2 separate regions of the Danio rerio genome follow, and region 1 is linked to region 2. A link is a contact called in public Micro-C data. All regions are on one chromosome and are shown on one strand. Each heading gives the region's core, a stretch centred on a gene start, on an enhancer-like site or on the middle of the called end of the contact. The rest is flanking DNA. Distances are from core to core; before and after follow the strand shown.

Evidence for each region. A called contact is a pair of places that touch in the nucleus more often than the background predicts.
Region 1: a Micro-C map of caudal fin shows a contact between it and region 2, with 7 times the contacts expected there. The contact joins the promoter of mtfmt here to the promoter of cgnl1 in region 2. A contact is called at or near these places in 3 of 18 Hi-C or Micro-C datasets (caudal fin, hematopoietic stem cells and an unstated tissue) and 1 of 4 datasets of contacts at active chromatin or transcription factors (caudal fin).

Annotation. Positions count from the first base shown.
Region 1 is chr7:54,356,232-54,360,539 of GRCz12tu, forward strand. It overlaps mtfmt (mitochondrial methionyl-tRNA formyltransferase), which reads left to right and starts at 3,041. Exons shown (of 9, transcript NM_001077542.2): 1 at 3,041-3,560; 2 at 3,643-3,843. The coding sequence starts at 3,337. znf280d (zinc finger protein 280D) reads left to right here. Exons shown (of 18, transcript XM_679451.9): 18 at 428-1,487. The coding sequence ends at 872.
Region 2 is chr7:54,092,170-54,096,632 of GRCz12tu, forward strand. cgnl1 (cingulin-like 1) reads right to left here and starts at 3,076. Exons shown (of 19, transcript XM_003198999.7): 1 at 2,944-3,076.

The sequences.
Region 1 (4,308 bases), core at 1,791-4,290, 260 kb after region 2:
AAAAAACAGCCAATAGCCTTTTGTTTAATCACAGCTTTGCCAGTGAAAGTAGTTGATTTAAAGCACATCAAATGAGAGGCAAATGAGAGGGAGTAGGGGCATGTCAGATACTAGAGAGCGTTTAATTGGTCAAGATTTGATATGAGACAGAAGTATGAGTTGACGTGAAAAATAACATTGATCCATTTAGCTTGAAGTGACAAGCTATAAGCTTTACATGTTTGTATCAGTTTTATATTTTCTAAATGCGGATTTTCTCACTGTTTTACAGCACACTAGCTTATATATATATCCTGAAAACTAAAAATACTAATACTAACATCTAAAATGCTTTATTTTAATTTCATAGGACCTTTAAAGAGTAGTATCGTATTTGTCAGGTGTTACATGATAATAAATATTAATGTATCTCAATCCTATAATTCAGCTCAGAGGATATCCACGATGACTCCAAACATCTAGCTCCCATCCAGCCACATACTGAGGCCAGAGATGAGACCGAACCCATTCAGAGCAGTGAAATACAAACAATACCAGATGAAGACACTGTAATAGAGGATGGCTCAGAGGCACCCGAAGCTGACAAAGATGACATGGATGAGGTGAAGGAGGACATGGAGGAAGCCACCACCAATGAGGCGTCAGTAGAAGAATCCCCCAAGAGTCTTCCTCCTGAATCACCCGCTGAGGCTCCAGTCTGCCCTGTTTCTGCCCTCGCTGATGAAGGTGCCGTAACTCCCTCTGATTTTCTGTGTAAAACTGATGGATTGGATGCAGGGAACGCTGACTCGCAGCTGGAACCTCTCACTCCGTCCAAAGTCCTTGAGGACGACACAACTGAAAACAACAAACAAGTGGAGACTGATGGTTAACTGCTAACATAACTGAGGATCCATTGAAGCATCACAAAACTCTAGAAGCAGCAGAGTGTTATGATGACTAGCTCTTCCCCGTTTTTTATATAGGATATGCGTTAAGAACTTTTTGTAGATCCAAAAGAAGATGGAAGTATACTGTTAAAACATTATTTTAATCATGTACTGTGCGAGTACAATATTTCTGTACCTGCATATGTAATTTCTTTTTTTAATGCACCCCCTGGATTAAAATTGAGTTGTAAAGGCAGCGATGTGAATGTTGCTCCGTGTATATGAGTGTTCTCAAGTTTTTTTTTTCCAATCCACAGTTGTGATTGTACAGATGATCACAGACCTAACAGATCTAGATTCCTACATCTGCCTTTTTAAAGTGGTGGTTTCATAAGACAAAAAAACTAGTTCTCAGCAATTTTTCTGTATTTAGGAATGCAAAGATGAGTCCTGTTATTTTATTTTTATTTTTTAGATTGTGTGTAACATATTGTTATATGGAGTTGATCTGGATAGGATTCTGCAATGGGAGTCATTTCTCCTGTTGATTGAGAGAGATTGTAGAATCATTGTAGAAATTACATTCGTCTTCATCAGTAATAAACTTTTTATAACATATTCATTTGCGCCCTTGTGATTCAAATCCAATCCGTGTTCATGTTTTCCTCAAAGTTCTTGATTTGGTGAAGTGCGCCCTCTTGGGGTTTCACGCTGTAATGAGAAAACTTTTGCAATTTTTTTTTTATTGCATCATAACACAAATACAATAAGGCAGAGTTCGTTTAACAACTTCATGTACATTTACAGAACAGAGCACAAATAATAATCAAATCAATATGATAATAATGCAAAAAAAAAAAGTTTAAACAAAGAAATAGACGCACAAACACAGCCGATATATATATATATATATATATATATATATATATATATATATATATATATATATATATATATATATATATATATATCACATATATAACAACTTTAAAGATTTACAGTATAACCAAAATTCCTTTTGGAAAAATAAAAACAGTGGTTTTGTTTTAAGGCACTTGCATTTATAAATATAAAATTTCTCCAAAATTAGAATATTGTTCAATACAAATTGAATATTAACATCTTCCATAAATAAAAGAAAATATATTTTTTAGAAAATTGGGAGGTCAACTTTTTACACAAACATTTAACCACTCGAATGAATCAGACCAGCAGGTTCTGCTATATAAAAGTCTGGAGATGGGTAAATATTGAATATTTTAAAGTCTTTTTTTGGCTTTAGGAGGTATGGGGAAGGAAAGAAACAGTTCTTAATTTGGTTATAGAGCTCCTGGAAAATAAGAAAATACACATTATTTCTATTTGCTTGTATTGGAAATTTATCTTGGGTAAATATTGATTTTATTAGGCATTACACTCCGAATAAAATCTTGTGCATTTATCAACAAATAAGGCAGATAATGTGTCATGCATTGTCACACAGCGATGTTAAATATAGATTGATTGGAAGATATTTTAAAACACATTACGTGTGTGTGTGTGTGTGTGTGTGTATATATATATATATATATATATATATATATAATATCAGAATTATTAGCCCAGAAGAAATTTTAAACACCATTTTAGGGTCAAAACTATTAGCCCCTTTAGGCAAATAGTTTTTTGGATAGTCTACAGAACAAACCATCATTATACAATAACTTGCCTAATTACACTAACCTGCCTAGTTAACCTAATTAACCTGGTTAAATGTCACATTAAGCTGTATAGAAGTGTCTTGAAAAATATAAAGTCAAATATTATTTACTGTCATCATGATGTATATATGAGATTATTAACTTTCTTTGGAAGTTCTGCAGTTTTACTATAGCCTCTAATTTTTTTGTAAAGATATGTGAAGATCTATGCACGTGATTACAAATAGAATCTCTTATTATCCAGAAATGATTTTTCTCTTCATATATATGGAAAGTCCATATTTATTATGGAAAGTTCAAACTTTTTCTCACCCAATGGCATTCAGGTTTTAAGGTTCTAATGCTCCAAAAAAGTCTGTGAATGTGAACTAAATCCAGTTGGAAAGCAAAAACTGCACGTCAAGATTGAATGAAGAAAGGTTACAGTAGTTGTGCTGGTTCAAAAAAGCTTTTATTTGAGACGCAAAGCGGAAACGACGTCAACGTCAACATGGCGCCGCACACATACGCCAGTGTGTACATCTAATTCTTAACCGTAACCTTGCTACTGTCATCTACTGCTTTGGGGAAAAACGGATTAGTATAATGAGCCAACTTTGGAAACGTGATTCTAAAAATGCCAAGGTTGTCTCACCTGAAGTTGTCATAGAATATTAGCATGACTTTCTGACTTCTGCGTGCTTAACGTTAATGGAGGACTGATGGTTTTGTAACTTCGCTAGCTGTTAATGGCAGTTTCTGTCATTTATGAAATCTTACATTAAAGTATGTGGAACTTAAACTTCTTAAAGCTCACAGACCCAGGTCGTTTGCTGTCTCAGAGACTTTGTAGCATCTGTTTCACGCGCCATAGAAGAGGCTTATTTCTCTTGGGCAGAAGCAAATCTTTAGTAACTCAAACACAGTCTGCGTCTAAACCGCCCTGGAGAATACTGTTCTTTGGAAGTGATGATTTTGCTCTGGAGTCACTGAAGCTGCTTCATTTGTCTCGGTAATGACATCCAGGATGTTATTGTATTATTGTCCGTTATGACCTTGCTGTGTTATTCATGTTATTCATCTGTATTCATTAGAAATGACAATAAAGCTGGAGTCGTCGATGCACTTGAGGTCGTGACGCTGTCCCGTGATGCTCCGGTCAGGAAATATGCAGAGCAGCACAGACTTCCGCTTCACCACTGGCCAGATGTGGACATGAGTACACACTTTGATGTTGGTGTGGTGGTGTCATTTGGCAGCTTAATCAAGGAAAACATCATCAACAAAATGCCATAGTACGTTATAAGGGTTCATCAAACGAATGTGACTTCAGCATGTCCATAATTAGTTTGTTATTATGTTTTGATGAGATTTTTTTCGGAAGTAATTTATTCCAACTTTTCCAAACGTAATTAATGGTCTTAATAATGCTTTTAATTTTGTATGTAGTCTTTAATAAGGGCTGTATAATTGTCATCAAAGCCTGGAGGTGAAGTGCCTTGTATAATTCATTGAGTTATGAAAATTTTTTTTCACAATTCTTTACTCAGCAAAGTGTCTGAAACTTGCTGTTTTATACTTTTGGAGACCTAAAGTGGGTAGGTTAAACTGGTAGATTAAAGGTTTAAATCAGGTTTAACATCTTATACTTTACCTTAATTCTCAAAATATTTACTTCACAACTTGTATTTTGTCTCCTTGCTGCACCATTAATTATTCTTTTTTTTTTTTTTTTTTTTAGTTAAGAGTTTGACCGCATT
Region 2 (4,463 bases), core at 1,826-4,325:
ATTCGTTATTTGTCTTAACAAAACATTTGCCCTGAAGTTCTAACCAAAGTGTGAAATATGATCACAGAGTATGAATGAGTACATTTCTGAGTACATACTTTAAATGTAGAAAGAAATAGTCTCTTACATGTGGTATCTTATATATATATATATATATATATATATATATATATATATATATATATATATATATATATATATATATATATATATATATATATATATATATATATATATATATATAGGGCTGCACGATTAATCAAAAAAAAGATTGAGATCTCAGTTTGACACCTTGCTAGATCGTAATCCAGCGTCTCTAAGTTGAGGAGAAAAGCATAGTTGCACAAGTCTTCACATTGTTTAATATACATTGCTCAGCAATGTGGACACCTCCAAATGGTGTTCATAAAGTCACATACTGCATTTATAAGGTATAATTCAACCAAAAATATAATTTCTGTCTTACTGTAATGATGTACTCGAGTTACAATATGTATTTATATTAATGATCACAAGCATTTGATTAGTTTTTTTATTTCAAAGTATGAAAAGTTATTGAAGTTATTAAAGTTAATATTAAATAAAAAAGTTATTTTATTTTAAAATGGTTAAGTATCAGTGTCAGTATAACTTCTCTAGCCTCTATAATGTTTAATATAATCCAATCTGAGGGAATCTGATAACAAAGTGTCTAATTTTACCAATGAAAAAATGGTCTAATAATGCTGTCAATGACAGATACTGGATGTCATAATAATGCATATGTTATAATAATTCAACTTTAGAACTATGAATAGTTGTATACTGAAATCCTCACTTTACTCTGTATTAACAGCCAGGTCTAGCTTAAAGTCTATTAAGGTCAACTACTCCAAGCTTTTACAAAATGTAGCATTTTAACCAACAGTATACCAACAAATAGGTCTACTATTATTGTTTTTCTTACCACATGTTTGAGAATTGACAATAATAAAAGCCTACTCATATTAAGTTTTATTTTACATTTACAGAATTGTGAGAAAATCGTGATCTTTATGTTAAGCAAAACAAATTGTCATTCTCATTTTAGAAAGAACCTATGGAATTTGCAGAAATGGTACTATATAGTTATATATCATTATGAGGACATTTTTTTCATATCGCCTAGCCCTAAAGTAAACAAAGTGCAGCGTCAAACTGTTTCATGCAATTTGGTTTTCAAGTACACCTTATTCAAATTCAACTGCAAACCCAAAAATCACCCAACTGCAGTCATTTACTTGTTTGTCAGTGTCATCACATCTTAATTCGTTCCAAAGAATTTTAACGACATACGCAATGAGCAACAGCATTGTGTCTCCAGAATAGCAAAACACAATGCTGAAAAAATATCACCCCACTACAGGCTTCACGCCATGCAACAGGCTATTATCAGCTTCCTCTGGATCCCACTGATAACATCCTTACACCTCAAACCAACAAAAGATTGCATGAGTCATATTGATGTCTTTTGTTGCAATGCCAAATGGCATGATCGTGGTATGCAATGTATTACTGTGCATGCAACCTGTGAGATCCTCAAGGGCTTAACAATAAGGAAAACAAAGAGGAATCGGTTCGTTTTCAATGGGCAAGTAAAGAATCTCCTCAATGAAGAATGAAGGTGACACTAAGGAAAGCATACGATTGGAAGACTGGACTTAAGGCCAAATAGGACAAAAACACAAAATGAACACCCTAATAAAGCAAGAATCTAAAGGAAAAATCTTTCTCATTGGATCTCAAGAGAGCAAAAAGAAAACTCAAACTTTCCAGCCCCACAAAGGGGGATGAGAAAGAACAATACGAGCAAGTTAAAAAGCGGCAAGCCCCTTTATCCACAAGGAACAGAGCTTTGGTGCAGAAAAAGGGATATGACACAATAGCCTTATTCAGTCCCTGTATCACATGTACTATGTGCAGAGGGACTCAATGGTGTTAATGTAGCTCCCTTCCTCTCATTGTGCCAACTGGAAACATGTAGCTCTGACGGGGAAGTAAACACGGGCTGTGCAAACTCTTGCAGCATGGCCTCCACCTGCATTCTTACTTTTCCAAGGAGTTTCCTGGTACAATTGTAGTACTCTGACTATCTACATGTAAACTCTATCTAATTAATTAACTCTAACTAATCCAGACTAAAAACTAGGTTAGAACTCCAATAATAATAATAATTAAACGAAGAAAAAACAGAAAGGTTTACTGATAATTATTCTCAAGATGACACAGTAAACACTATAACTGTAAGTAGGGATAACATGAGTAACTACAGTGAACTTTACTCTTTTTCAACAGAATTAAGTCATATTATGGTTTTCTGCACAGTATGGTAAATCTGATCATACTGCATGATTTAGTTTGGGAATCATACATTCAATTGAACTAAAATTTTCATTTTTTTTATGCAAAATAACTGATGTTTACCCTTACATATATATTTTTAGCTAGCAAAATTGTAGTAATTATATTTTTGGCATACGTACTTAAACTTGTATATCTCTACTACTGTTGTAAAACTATAGATTGTGTTGCAAAACCATGGTAAGAGTTACCATTATGAACCATAGTGGCCACAAATTTACTATGATTTTGCAGTACCATAGTTTTACCATGGTAATTTTAGTAAAACTTTGGTTAAACAAATGTAAGTCAATACGCCAAAAACAAGCATGGTTACAACACAAAAAACAAGGCTAAATTTCACACAAACACTGACTGTACCTAAAGATGCGTCAGGCTCTACAAGAGCAGTTTTAATACCCTGCATTTACCATACTGTACATGGAAATACTCGAGTGTGTACTCATTAAAGTTTTGGTAACTTTCTCAGTGTTTTTTAAACTTCAGCGCACAGAACTTACTACCAAACTGCTCCAAGACTAGCGGAGATTCCCACTTTTTGGAAATAAAAAACGCAGCTCTTACCGCTGTTTGTCGTTTATCCTCCAATATGCGTTTGTTTGTTGGTCAAGCTCTGTAAACAGCTGTGACACTAAGCGAAAGCTCCATCTCCTCTCACTTGCTCAAAGTCACTTGTTGCACGTCTTGTTTTCAGACTAGTTTTGCTTCAAGCACACGGGCTGTTGAGAAGCGTCAAGCCCCGCCCACACCAAATCTTCGCCCCGCCCACCCACTCAGCCTGATTCGCGATCAGCTGATCCGCTCTACATGACGGCCGATCAGAGCTGATTTCGCATTTCACCTGATCTCAAGACACAAAGCGCAGAAACTGGGTGTAGGCCCTACAAGCCCTTGTGCTTTGGGTATCGGTGAAATCAAGGGTTTTCATGTGACAGGAGATTTCATGTGATTTGAATGAATTTTTCTTAGTGTTGTCCAGACTGGAAAAACATGTATCTTTGCTTGGTTGTTTGTTTTGGTTGTTTTGTTTTCCAGGGTTAAGCATTAGCCCTAAGTCTAACAAGTGTTTAGAATGCAAACTAAATCTATCGAAACAGATAGAAACAGATTTTCTTTGTAAAATGTGAAGCCGTGTACTGCTGTACATTTCTTTACTCTGGTAAACTGTCTTACCTGGCTAAACTGCCACATCAAAATAAAAATACGATTAAAATAAAATAAAAAGTTTCAGTTTACTTTTCGGATATATATAAAAAGAATTGTTAGCTTTAATATACCTCAATATTGTCAGTACATGTAAGACATATAGGCAACAAGTTCACTATTGGAACAGTTTAACAGCATTATACAGGCTAAAATGATGCTGAGAGCTCTTTAGACTGACAGCGCCATCTAGTGAGAAAACAACCGCCGACAGAATATTTGCATAATGCAAATTACTCACTGACTCTCACAGAAATGTGAACACAAATTTAACACACTGTGTCTTTAATCTTTATTTAGTATATATATATATATATATATATATATATATATATATATATATATATATATATATATATATATATATATATATATATATATATATATATATATATATATATATATATATATATATATGTATGTATAATACAAAAGAAAAAAGTGAATTTTCAACAAATGTTGTAGCTACTTGCAATAAATAAGCAACTAATATGAAAAGCCTGCTGTCTGAATGTGTGCAGCTTCAGCATAGGTATGATCAGTGCATAATTGACCTTCCACTGTAAAGCTCGCAAATTATCTGTTGATGACAGTTTAAGAAGCTGTGAGTTTTTCCTTTAGTGAGTGAAAACAGTTAACCTTAGTTTCATCCTACTTAACATGAGAAAAAAGTATGGGTCACTTTGAGGAGCATTGCAGCTATAGTGAAAACTACAGGACAATCGCTAAAGCAACTATGTTTGCTTTTTATATGTGAATACATTTTACAGTTTTCACAGTGGCTTTGGTGCATTTCTCACAACACTATTTACATTTGCACAACAGTTAATGCATTTCTCAAAACAATTAGTCATTTGTGCGCATCATATATAGCAAATCAT